Regions from separate parts of the Ovis canadensis genome. Here region 2 is linked to region 1. The links are chromatin contacts, called in public Hi-C maps. All regions are on one chromosome and are shown on one strand. Each heading gives the region's core, a stretch centred on a gene start, on an enhancer-like site or on the middle of the called end of the contact. The rest is flanking DNA. Distances are from core to core; before and after follow the strand shown.

The links. Hi-C and Micro-C count contacts between places; a contact is called where the count stands out from the background.
Region 2: a Hi-C map of fibroblasts shows a contact between it and region 1, with 5 times the contacts expected there. The contact joins the promoter of S100A10 here to the enhancer-like site in region 1. A contact is called at or near these places in 2 of 2 Hi-C or Micro-C datasets (fibroblasts and lung).

What each region holds. Positions count from the first base shown.
Region 1 is chr1:102,845,298-102,850,805 of ARS-UI_OviCan_v2, forward strand. No RefSeq gene overlaps it. Among named protein-coding and RNA genes, the nearest start is that of THEM4, 41 kb to the left of the region's middle. Within about 2 kb of position 2,399, the one cell type or tissue checked has open chromatin away from gene starts, as enhancers often do. A contact at or near this core is called in fibroblasts, where this site is marked.
Region 2 is chr1:102,898,371-102,903,878 of ARS-UI_OviCan_v2, forward strand. It overlaps S100A10 (S100 calcium binding protein A10), which reads right to left and starts at 2,608. Exons shown (of 3, transcript XM_069542641.1): 1 at 2,520-2,608. LOC138414878 (a long non-coding RNA gene) reads left to right here and starts at 5,172. Exons shown (of 4, transcript XR_011246985.1): 1 at 5,172-5,508.

The DNA of each region.
Region 1 (5,508 bases), core at 1,149-3,648:
ATAATCTTTTGGACTGTAGTCTGTCAGCCTCCTCAGTTGACAGGACTGTGTTCCTTTCAAGAGGCTTCAGGGGAAAAATGTGTTTATTTGTCCTTTCAACTTCTAGAGGCTACTTGCATTCCTTGGCTCACGGCCCCTTTCTTCCATCTTCAAAGCCAGCAGTGTTGCATCTGTCTACTCTTGCCTGGAAAATCCCATGGATGGAGGGGCCTGGTAGGCTGCAGTCCATGGGGTTGCTAGGAGTCGGACACAACTGAAGCAACTTAGCAGCAGCAGCAGCAGTACCGTTCTTTAATAATCGCACCTTCCTTGACTCTCACTCTTCTGCCTCCCTCTTCCACTTTTAAGGATTTTTGTGACCACATTGGGCACACCTGAATAATTCCTAGCTTACAGTCAGCTGATTAGAAACCTTAATTTTACGTGCAATCTTAATTCTCCTTTGTTATCTAACACATTTTTAGATTCTGGGGATTAGGATGTGGACATCTTGGTAGGGGACATTATTCTGTCTGCTACATCAATTACCAACATAGCTGACATACTTAACATCTATCAACTAATTAAAAGAATTTGTTATTTACATAATCTGTCAGTTAATGAATTCTCTTTAAATCATGGGCTCTGTGAGTATGATTCTTCCATCACTTATGGTCCAACATCCCCTTTCATAACAAACACTTTTATTCCCTTTACTCTCCTGAAACAAAACTCATAGATAATATAACATCTAGGGTAAAGAACTTGGCTACCAATGCAGGAGACACAAGAGAGATGGGTTTGGTCCCTTGGTCAGGAATTTCCCCTGGAAGAGGGCATGGCAGCCCACTCCAGTATTCTTGCCTGGAGAATCCCATGGACAGAGGAGCCTGGCAGGCTACAGTCCATAGGGTCACAAAGAGTCGGACGCGACTGAAATGACTTAGCATGCATGCATATATAATATCTATATGCATAACCTAAAAAAAAGAATCTGATATTCAAATGGTCATGTAGAAGAGAAATAAAAGGGAAGTAATTTATACACTAAAAAACAACAAAAATTGAAAAACAAAAACCACTATCAGTTCCAATAGGTAATTGGTCAGATGTAACTCCCTTGGACGACATCATGATGGAGTTGGAATCTCCCAAGTACACACAGAAGCCCTGTGCTTCTGATAGCTACAGGTACTGGCTGACACAGGTATGCTTGACTCAAATTGTTGTTGGTCATCTAATTTTGCAAAATGTGAACTATTCTTTGGAAGGGTCTGAACAACTATTCTCAGGGAAGGGTTTGAGCAACAAGAGGTTTAACTTCACTTGATTTACATGATAGTTGTGTTCCTGGAAAATTTAGTAATATTTAAGCTGTGCAGAAAAATATTTTGCATTTATATGTAAAATGGAATTAGGCTTCAGGTTCAGATAATCAAAGTTGTGTTTTTTTTTTTTTTTACCTACATGAAGACTGGGAGGATATATAAAGCTGTGTAGGATGTGAGGCAGTTCACCACTGTGCTGACCCATTAATTGCAGAACATCTAGTATCTAACCCCAACCTTAACCCTACCCACTGAGTGTTGGCAGTGCTTGCCAATCATTGTGACAACCGAGCCAAAACCTAACAAAACAGAACAGCTCACCTGTGAATTTCCTAGACTAGCGGTGACATCATCCTTGCTGAGAAACACCAGTGGTCAGCATTTTTGAGTTACCAGTGTTTTTCACTGGGAGAGATGATAGCATTAAAGTTGATATTTGTTGAGTTCTAATTATGTGCCAACACTGTTCTAAATTTTTAATCTATTTAAACTTGTTTAATCCTCACAACAACCCTATGATGTAGAGTCAATTTATAGAAAAACCCAATTTATAGATAGGAAACTAAAACTTATCAAGTTTAGGCAATGCATTCAAGAAAACCTAGCTAGGGAATTCCCTGGTGGCCTAGAGGTTAGGACCCCATGCTTTCACTGCTGAGGGACCTGGTATAATCCCTGGTTGGAGAACTAAGATCCCGTAAGCCTTGTGGCATGACCAAAAGGCAAAAAAAAAATAAAATAAAAAATAAAAAAAATAAATAAAAATAGAGAGAGAGAGAGAGAAAAGAAAAGAAAACCTAGCTCGTAAGTAAAGAAATTGGAATCCAAACCTGGCAGTCTGGTGCTAGAGCCCTTGTGAGTAACCACAGCACCCCACTGCTTTATGGCAGAGGCTGCTCAGTCTTTAATTACTTTCTCCCCAATAATAGCGATCCCCTTAAAATTTATCAGATGGTCCTAAGCTAATGTGTCTAAGCCTGCTGCTGGGGTAACTGATCAAAATATTTGACTCCCTTTCTAACTGTCTTGCTCCATTTCTCTCTCTCTCTCTCTCTCACACACACACATACCGCAGTCACACCACTTTTTCTTTCCCTCTGGTTCACTGGAAGGAATGATGATATCAAAGCTACTGCAGATCTGTGAGTGATGATAGTAAGGATTGGAGAAAATGAATCAGGGGCCATTCACTGGAAAGATTGTGTGTGTGTGTGTGTGTGTGTGTATTGTATTTTCACCATGGATGTAGTAACTTGGTTACAGTTGCTTGGTAACTATTTACTGTTATAAGTAATTTTTTTAAAAAGGAAACTGGCTCTGTGCAATTCCACACAGATTTTTCCTCCCCCTTTACAGTCTCTAGTTCTCACTACTGTCATGGGAAAACAAAAACGCAGTAGTGCTCCATGCTTCACCTTTCCTCTTATTCCTCTCTTGTGTTTGGCAGCCTCTCATAGCACTCCGTATGCCAAATTTTGCAAGTTCAGACATTTGAATGCATGGCATGAAATTGTTTCACAGTAGCTTTTTGAATGACTAGTTTTAGATATTTATTGGCAAAACTATAACACTGCAAAACTGTAACACTCTTTCACTAAAGGAGAAGAATTAAATAAATTTTGTATTTGGAGTAGTCAACATCCTACCACATAGGATTTGAATGTAGTAATACCCCTAGTCTGAGAGTGGGCTCAGTGGAGTTCCAGGACTTTAGGCCCGAGGTGCCAGTAGAGCCCCATGCTGGAGGGCATGACTGCCCTGTGACAAATCCCCAAGGTGGACTTGCTTTGGGACCTTGGGTAAGTTACTCAAACTCTTTAAGACTGTTTTCTCATCCGGGGATGGAAATAGTACTAGTCCCTAAATCAGTGTTATTGTGGAGATGAAGTGAGATAATGGATATGTAATAGCCAAGCCTTTAGGTTCCCAAGCAAATAATAATATAGGTCACTAAAATAATATCATGAGTGCTCCAAGGTCACCAAATCTTTAACGGTCAGGTGCAAATGTTCCAGGGTGTCTTCTATGATTAGAGGTTGTGAATTACCTACTTGGTCATCCATGCTGTCCTTTTAAAACATTTTAGTAATTTGTCACCTTTAAAATTCAGGAGATTTTGTACAACGCTCTGAATTTCTGGCTTCTTGTGAAAATGTAGGAATGTCTAAAAATCTCCTGCCTTTCCTACACAGCAGCAATAAAGTAGAACTGAGTTGGGGATGTACTCCAGGGACTCTGTCTTGTCGTCTACCAGCTCCGAGGCATTTGAGTCAGCCACTACCTGGCCTGCAGAACATCTTACCCAGCACCCATACCTTTAAACAGTAACAGTCATTGTGTGTCCAGCCCCTCCTGTGTAGAGGAGCTGGGAAGCAAAAGCCCAGTAAAGCGAAGTTACTGTAAGTCCCGTCACTCAAGAACTCTTGTAACTGAACTGGAGCATACATAATCTTCCTAGTCAGCAGTTTTAGGCTCATTCTTGAGAAACATGTCAATCTAGCGGATGAGACATGCCTGTTATATTGCAGTATTTAGCTGAAAATTCAAAAGGAAGTTCTTAAAATCAGGAGAATGGCTCTGGTCAAAGAGCATTTCTATGGCCTGCGTTTTCCCTTTTCGAATACATCTAGACAAAACCTGGTTTCGAAATATTCCAGCATGTCTCATTGATCTTGGTGGGGAAGGGGAGAGTGGGAATATAGGAAATTCTCAAAATACCCTTAAAGCATAATTGATGCACATTCTTCATGTATTAATAATTTGCCACGTTGGCATAGAGTGGGAAACAAGACAAGTGGCAGTAAGCAAGGAGCAATTTGGGAGACACTGGCCCTCATTCTCATGAGTACCTGCTATGTGGCCCTGCAAGTAAAGAAGTAAATATGCTACTAAGTAAAACAAATCTATTTGCTATTGTAAATGAAACTGTAAGCAAGTACCCATGCCCTCCCGCACTGTCCCTCAGACCGTTATCATTAGATCCATTCTTTGCAGGAATTCTGAAGAAATGTGGGAATGTTGTTGGCAGCTTCCACCCCTCTCCCTGAAGGGTATTGTGAGTTAAGACAATGGGGATCGAGTCCCATGCCTTAGAACTGGTCATCCTTGCATTAGTGGATTCACAGCAAAGAAGCTTTATGGTTTGTTTTTCTGAAATTCATCTGACCCCCTCTGCTCTTGCCCTGCTCCACTGCCCTTTGAATTTGATCTAGGTGCTTGGTTGGGAGTGTAATCAGAATTACAGAATTTAAAAAAGAAACTGTGCTTGACTTTGCCCTGTTAATGTATGTATGTGTGTGCTCAACTGTGTCTGACTCTTTGTGACCCCATAGACTGTAGCCTGCCAAGAGCCTCTGTCCACGGGATTTTTCCCAGAAAGAATACTGGAGTGGGTTGCCATTTCCTTTTACAGGGAATCTTCCCAACCAAGGGATTCTTGCAGCTCTTGCATTGCCCTGTTAGGGCTCCAATATTCTGGGGAGGCCCCTTTGGCTGTGAATACTTTAGAAAAACTGAACATGAGCAAAAGAGAGACAAATTGATAAAATTTGAAAGACCACTTCTTATACAGTGTCCTCCCAGTTCACAGGCTTCACAGATTGCACAATGGCAAATGTGCAGTGCAGAAGACACAGGAGACGAGGGTTCTATCCCTGGGTTGGGAAGATCCCCTGGAGGAGGGCATAGCAGCCTGCTCCAATATTCTTGCCTGGTGAATCCCATGAACAGAGACGCCTCTCAGGCTACCATCCATAGAATAGCAAAGAGTTGGACACAACTGAGTGACTGAGCCGATGCACACACACTCCCAGTTAGCAGACAAACTGGCCTTCCAAACAAAGCATATGTCAGGGGTCAGACTGAGCTCAGATGGATATAAGTAAGCTCAACTGAATGACAGAGTTCTTAAATCTAAGACTGAAACGTGTGGCAGGGTGTCCAGGAAGCACCTGGTGTGAGTCAGTGTCCTTGATCCTCAGAACCACCTAAAAAGGTAGGAGCTATTACTATCCCCGTATTTTGAGTAATGAAACTGAGGGACAGAGAGTAAAGTAACTTACCCAGTCTCAGAGGCAGTCAACTGCAGAGGTGGGTAATGAGCTCGGACAGTCCCCCGTAGGGTGTGCACTGTAATGGTGAGATGAATTTTTGGCAATCACAGGTTGCTGACCTCTCCAGGACAGGTCTCACAGTAATAGGT
Region 2 (5,508 bases), core at 1,358-3,857, 53 kb after region 1:
TTGAACCCCGAAGGCATCCTTGAATTTGATCCCTAAAGGGAATTCAGCAAAAGTGAGTTGAGGCAATGGATCTAATCCAGGCTGTCTCTCCCACCTTTCACCAAACATAAAATTTTCCCATTAAGAAAATGAGCGGCAAAATAAGAGTTCCGGATACAATCCTATAGGAAGAACTCTGAGGCCTTCCTACCCTAACAAAGTACATCCAATTCTCCATGAAGAGCTGTCAGGTATCAGCCAGAACTGGCAAACGGCCATTGTGACAACAGCTATTAAATCCATTGTTGGATTAGGTGGTAGTTATTTAATAAAGGGCCAGGAAGTGCTGAAAATTGTTAAAAATCATTCTTCTTGCTTTCGATGTGAGATTCCTAAATTGTTGAGTCTCAGAAAAATGAGAACCTTAAGACTCTAAAAAGATCAGCTTTCCTAGCAGTCTGAGTGCTAATCTATACTTTATATCTCTGAAAGGATTCCATTGTTTCCTTCAACTTTAAAAGACTGGACTGGATCAAGGCCATACCAAGTGGGTAGTGCTCTAAAAAAGTCACAGGGTTGGAGCTGTCCGTGGAAAGCAAAGAGGCACTCAGTTTCAGCTCCACCCAGCCCAAGGCCTGACCTCACTGGAGAGTAGCTGCTGGAGAGGTTGGCCAGGTGCCAGACATGGGAGGCAAGGGGGCCATCTGATGTTGTACACAGGAAAAGCCGGGGAAGAGCATCGCCTAGAAATCAGAGTGCTTTATGCCCAGAAGACCATTAGGAGAATCTGAAGAAACAAAATAAGAATCTCCAAATGGTGGATCAAGGACCACAGTGAAGAAAGTAGCTTCTGGCTGTCAAGGGAGGAATACATCACTTGGAAGAGATGATTAAACAGAAACCAGACAGGAGTCTGTGGGGGCAGGGCTGAGGAAGAAATTTCAGATGAATTGTGAACTCATTCCTGCCCTAAATGCCTGGCATCACCTTTTGCAATTTGATGAAATATGCTGGAGGCAAAGATCACTGACAGGGTGTTTCCGTGGGCCTGGCCTCACCTGAAGGGCAGGATATAAGTCCACGGCTGCAGTTTGAAACTCATGCTGTAGGGGAAAAAGAATCTGCAGTAACTGCAAACCTCTCAATGGGAAGCACTACCTCCCAAATAAAGCTGAGGCAGCCTGCCAGTGGGAATCCAGACCCATAACCCAGCAGCTGAAACGCCATGACCCTACCAATCTAACTTGTCCTCAACCACAGTTCAGTCAAGAAACCTCTCCTTCAGATGGCCGGCCTGTCCGGGTGTGACTCATTTCCTCTTGGAAAATGCCCTCTAAAGTGGCACAGTTCCCCTTTTCCTTCAGGGAGTGTTCTGTCTGAACCATCTGCAGAGAGTCTGGAACCATCCAGACCACACCCACATGGTCTCACAACTGAGTCACAGGCTTCCACTGGGAGAATCCGGGAGCCCTTTGTGCTAACCACGCCCTGCAGAAACCTCAGGGGAGGGAAGCGGGTGGGCTTAACGTATTCCAGAGTCTGGACCAGGGCCCCGTGGTGCCTGGCACAGGGCTAGCTGCTCTGCTGGCCCCTCCACCCTCGCCCAACAAGGCAGATTCCGGGTTTCAGTTAGGTGGAGACCGCCCGAGGCTGGAGAGTGCCGTATTCAGGTCTGGGGGCAAAGCACCAGTCCTTTGCCAGGCTCAAATTGTGTCCAGGTACCAACAGTTCATTTTACTGGGCCAGGTTAATCTGGGGTGTTAGATCCTTCATTAAACTTGCTCTTCCTCTATCTCTGTATAGATCCACTAAAATAGCAAGAAGGGAACCCTTTCAGTACAAAACCCACTTCAGTGGTGGCTGAAGGTGATGGCTTCCCCTTACCCCCTCAGCAAAACTGTTTTATAAGGAAAACAAATAGAGCCGTCTTCCCTCCGCTGGTAGAGAGAAACTTTTCGTCTAGCAGACAAATAACAGGAAGCCCAACCTTGAAGCTTCGAGGAGAGGGACAGAGGGGTGTCCTTTAGGGAGAGAACCCGCCAGCCCTCTCCCAGTCTGCACGGGCCGTCCAGCTAGGAGGCTATGAACATCTGGACAGAAGTCAGCCTGCAGCCGGAGCCCACAAAGAAACAAGCCGGCCAGGACAGGGGGCCAGAAACAGGGATTCGGGTAACTGCGGAGACCAGTCGAAAAGCAGGAAGGGTGTAAAGAAAGATATACCGAAAGGTAGCGCAGAGCAGACCCCGGGGCACCGACACCGAAGTACTGGTAAAGGCCAAGTGCTCCCTCCTCTGGGGGTCTGGGGGGGTCGCGCCGGGGAGGGACAGGGGAGGTGCTCGCCCAGCTGGGGTGTGGCCCAGAGCTCGGGGAGAGGATACCCCCGCATGCCCAGCCGACGCCGGACCACCACCATCGTCGCACCCCCACACCTGGGACGCCCGGTGAAGACCGCCTGGCCAGCGGGAGCCGCCGATGTGGGGGTTTCCCCGGGCGCGGGCTGTGGGGCCGGGGACCGCCCGGGACCGGCGGGCAGGACTCACCTTGGCGGGAGGCGCAGCGGGGACGCTCGGCTGGCGGGGACGCGCGGCCAGTGAGCACAGCGCCGCGGGCAGGGCGCCTTAGTACGTGGGGGTGGGGGGCGGGGGGAGGCAGGAGGAGCCTGGGCGGGTGGCAGGGCCTCGGCTCACCCCACCTCTTCCCCTCCCTCCTCTTCCTGCCCGCCTCCCTCTCCCCCCGACCCGCCCCGCCACACTCACACCCCGGGCGCAGCGCACACACCCTTCTCTCGCTATGCGGAGTAGCCTCGCTCCAGGCCTCCACCCGCCCCCAGAGAGAAAGATATTGTCAACTCTTCCTACTCAAATGCTCTCGAATATTTTCGTGCCCTTCCTCTAGGGTTTGCTTTTAGCGAGTAAGTGTGGAAATCAAAGAATCCAGTCGTTCTGCGGGTGGGGCGCGCTGGCCCAGAACCAGATTGTAAGCTCCTCGTCTGTAAACTACAGGTCTAGGAATTATTTTCTACATGATATTGTAGGGAGGGGCACCTGACGCAAAGGCCTCAGACTTGGTTTCAGATTAGACTCTAAGAGGTAAATTGGGAGGGTTCCAAGGCCTGCGGGGGGTCTCCCCCTCACCCGCCGCCCCGCCTAAGGGTTGTTCTCGGAGAAGGCGAGTTCACTACCCGCTGCAGTGAAGGGGGTGGTGGTGCTGTTTGGCTTTTTAGCTCCAGGGCATTACGAACCTTTCCTTGAACTGGAAATTGACCCCTCTTAGCGTGCGTGGCAGTTGGTCTGGCGTTCAGTTTCGGCTGTAGTTGACATGATTAAAACCTGTTTAAGAATCTCCTTTTTTTCCTTTTTTTTTTTTTCCCCTGAAATTGGCCTGTTTGGTCCTCAAAGCACTTCAGAAGTAATTTAGAGAAAACCTAAGGGTTTCCTAGCTGGTGCTATCCACTCCCCCACCCCCAACATTTATTTTAATTGTGGTTCAGGGTTAAATGCAAACTACTAGCAGCTGTTGGTGGAAAAGGGCCCAGTCCCAAGTCTTGGGTTTTCCTTTGTTCCCAGGGGAGGTCCTGGGAGGAGTGAGTGATCCCTGAGGAATGAGCAGTCTTGGGGAATCCTCCAAATGCCTCCATGTGACTAATCTGAGCTCTTGCCAGGAAAACTCGGATTTCAGTTCTCACTCCACTGAGTTCCTCAACCCTGGTGCTGAACGTTCAAGGGGGCAGTTCTGCAGTCTTCCCATAGGCTTCCTAAGCTCTTCCTAGGCTGTTGGCTACAGTCAAGAGTGGAGAAAATTCTTGGTCCCTTTAGTTCCAGGAAAGATGCAACTGGATTTAGAATGAGAACACCTGAGTTCCTATACTATGCACTCCTTGATTCCTTCACTTGATTTGCAATGTTTAGGAATGCTTAGTGTATGTACTGAAAGAAGGCGATGGCACCCCACTCCAGTACTCTTGCCTGGAAAATCCCATGGACGGAGGAGCCTGGAAGGCTGCAGTCCATGGGGTCGCTAAGAGTCGGACACGACTGAGTGACTTCACTTTCACTTTTCACTTTCACGCATTGGAGAAGGAAATGGCAACCCGCTCCATTATTCTTGCCTGGAGAATCCTAGGGACAGGGGAGCCTGGTGGGCTGTCATCTATGGGGTCACACAGAGTCGGACACGACTGAAGTGACTTAGCAGCAGTGTATGTACTAGGGCATGGGGATTCGGAAATCAAAGAATCAGTCTGTCCCTCAAACTTCAAGCTTTGTTGGAAGATAGATTAGCAAACAAAATCCACTGAGCTCAGTGAATGGTAGAGGATGCTATCGGACACTGTGAGCATTGAGGAGGCACCTCCAAGTCCCCATGGAATTATCACAGAACAATTCCTGGAGCAGGAACATTTGATAGATGTTTTAAAGATAATATTTACCATGACTTTTAAATTTGATTGTAAAACAGGTGCATTCTTCTTGTAGAAGGTTTGGGAAATATACCAATGTATAAGGAGAAAAATAAAATCACTTGTAAATGCATGGACCAAAGGTAAACATTTTTATGTATTTCCTTTTTTTCTGTTCATATTTATGTGGTTGCATTGAGTCTTTGTTGGGCCCAGTAGTAGCCCCATGACATGTGGGATCTTTCTGGACCAGGGTTCAAACCCATGTCCCCTTCATTGGCAGGCAGATTCTCAACCATTGGACCACCTGGGAAGTCTTGGGTAGTAGTTATTTAGTGAAGGGCTGCTGCTGCTAAGTCGCTTCAGTCGTGTCCGACCCTGTGCGACCCCATAGATGGCAGCCCACCAGGCTCCCCCGGCCCTGGGATTCTCCAGGCAAGAACACTGGAGTGGGTTGCCATTTCCTTCTCCAATGCATGAAAGTGAAAAGTGAAAGTGAAGTCGCTCAGTCGTCTCCAACTCTTCTCGACCCCATGGACTGCAGCCTACCAGGCTCCTCTGCTCATGGGATTTTCCAGGCAAGAGTACTGGAGTGGGGTGCCGTTGCGTTCTCCGAGTGAAGGGCTAGGAAGTGCTAAAATTTGTTTAAAAAAATAAGCAAATTCATTCTTCTTGCATTTGATATGGTTTTCCTAAATTTTGACATTGATTATAAAATTATGTATTCTATTTTTGCTCCATAACTTATTTTTACTATTTATATGTCATCAAGACCGTGATTGTTCATTTACTCATTCCTTTTTATTTTTTCACTCAACAAGTTACTGCAATTGACTCTTTATGTCTGAGAGTTCTTCAGCCTCAGATTCAACCACCCATGGATCAAAAATATCCAGAGAAGTAATATCATAAATGTCCAAAAAGCAAACTTGAATTTGCATATTTTACAATCGCAATTTTGCATATTTTGCAGTCTTTACAATTATTTGCATTCTGTTAGATATTAAAATGAGCTTATAAAACAGAAAGATACAGACTTATAAAATGAACTTATGGTTGGGGTCAAGGAAGGGATAGTTAGGGAGTTTGGGATGGACATGTACACCCTGCTGTATTTAAAATGGATAACC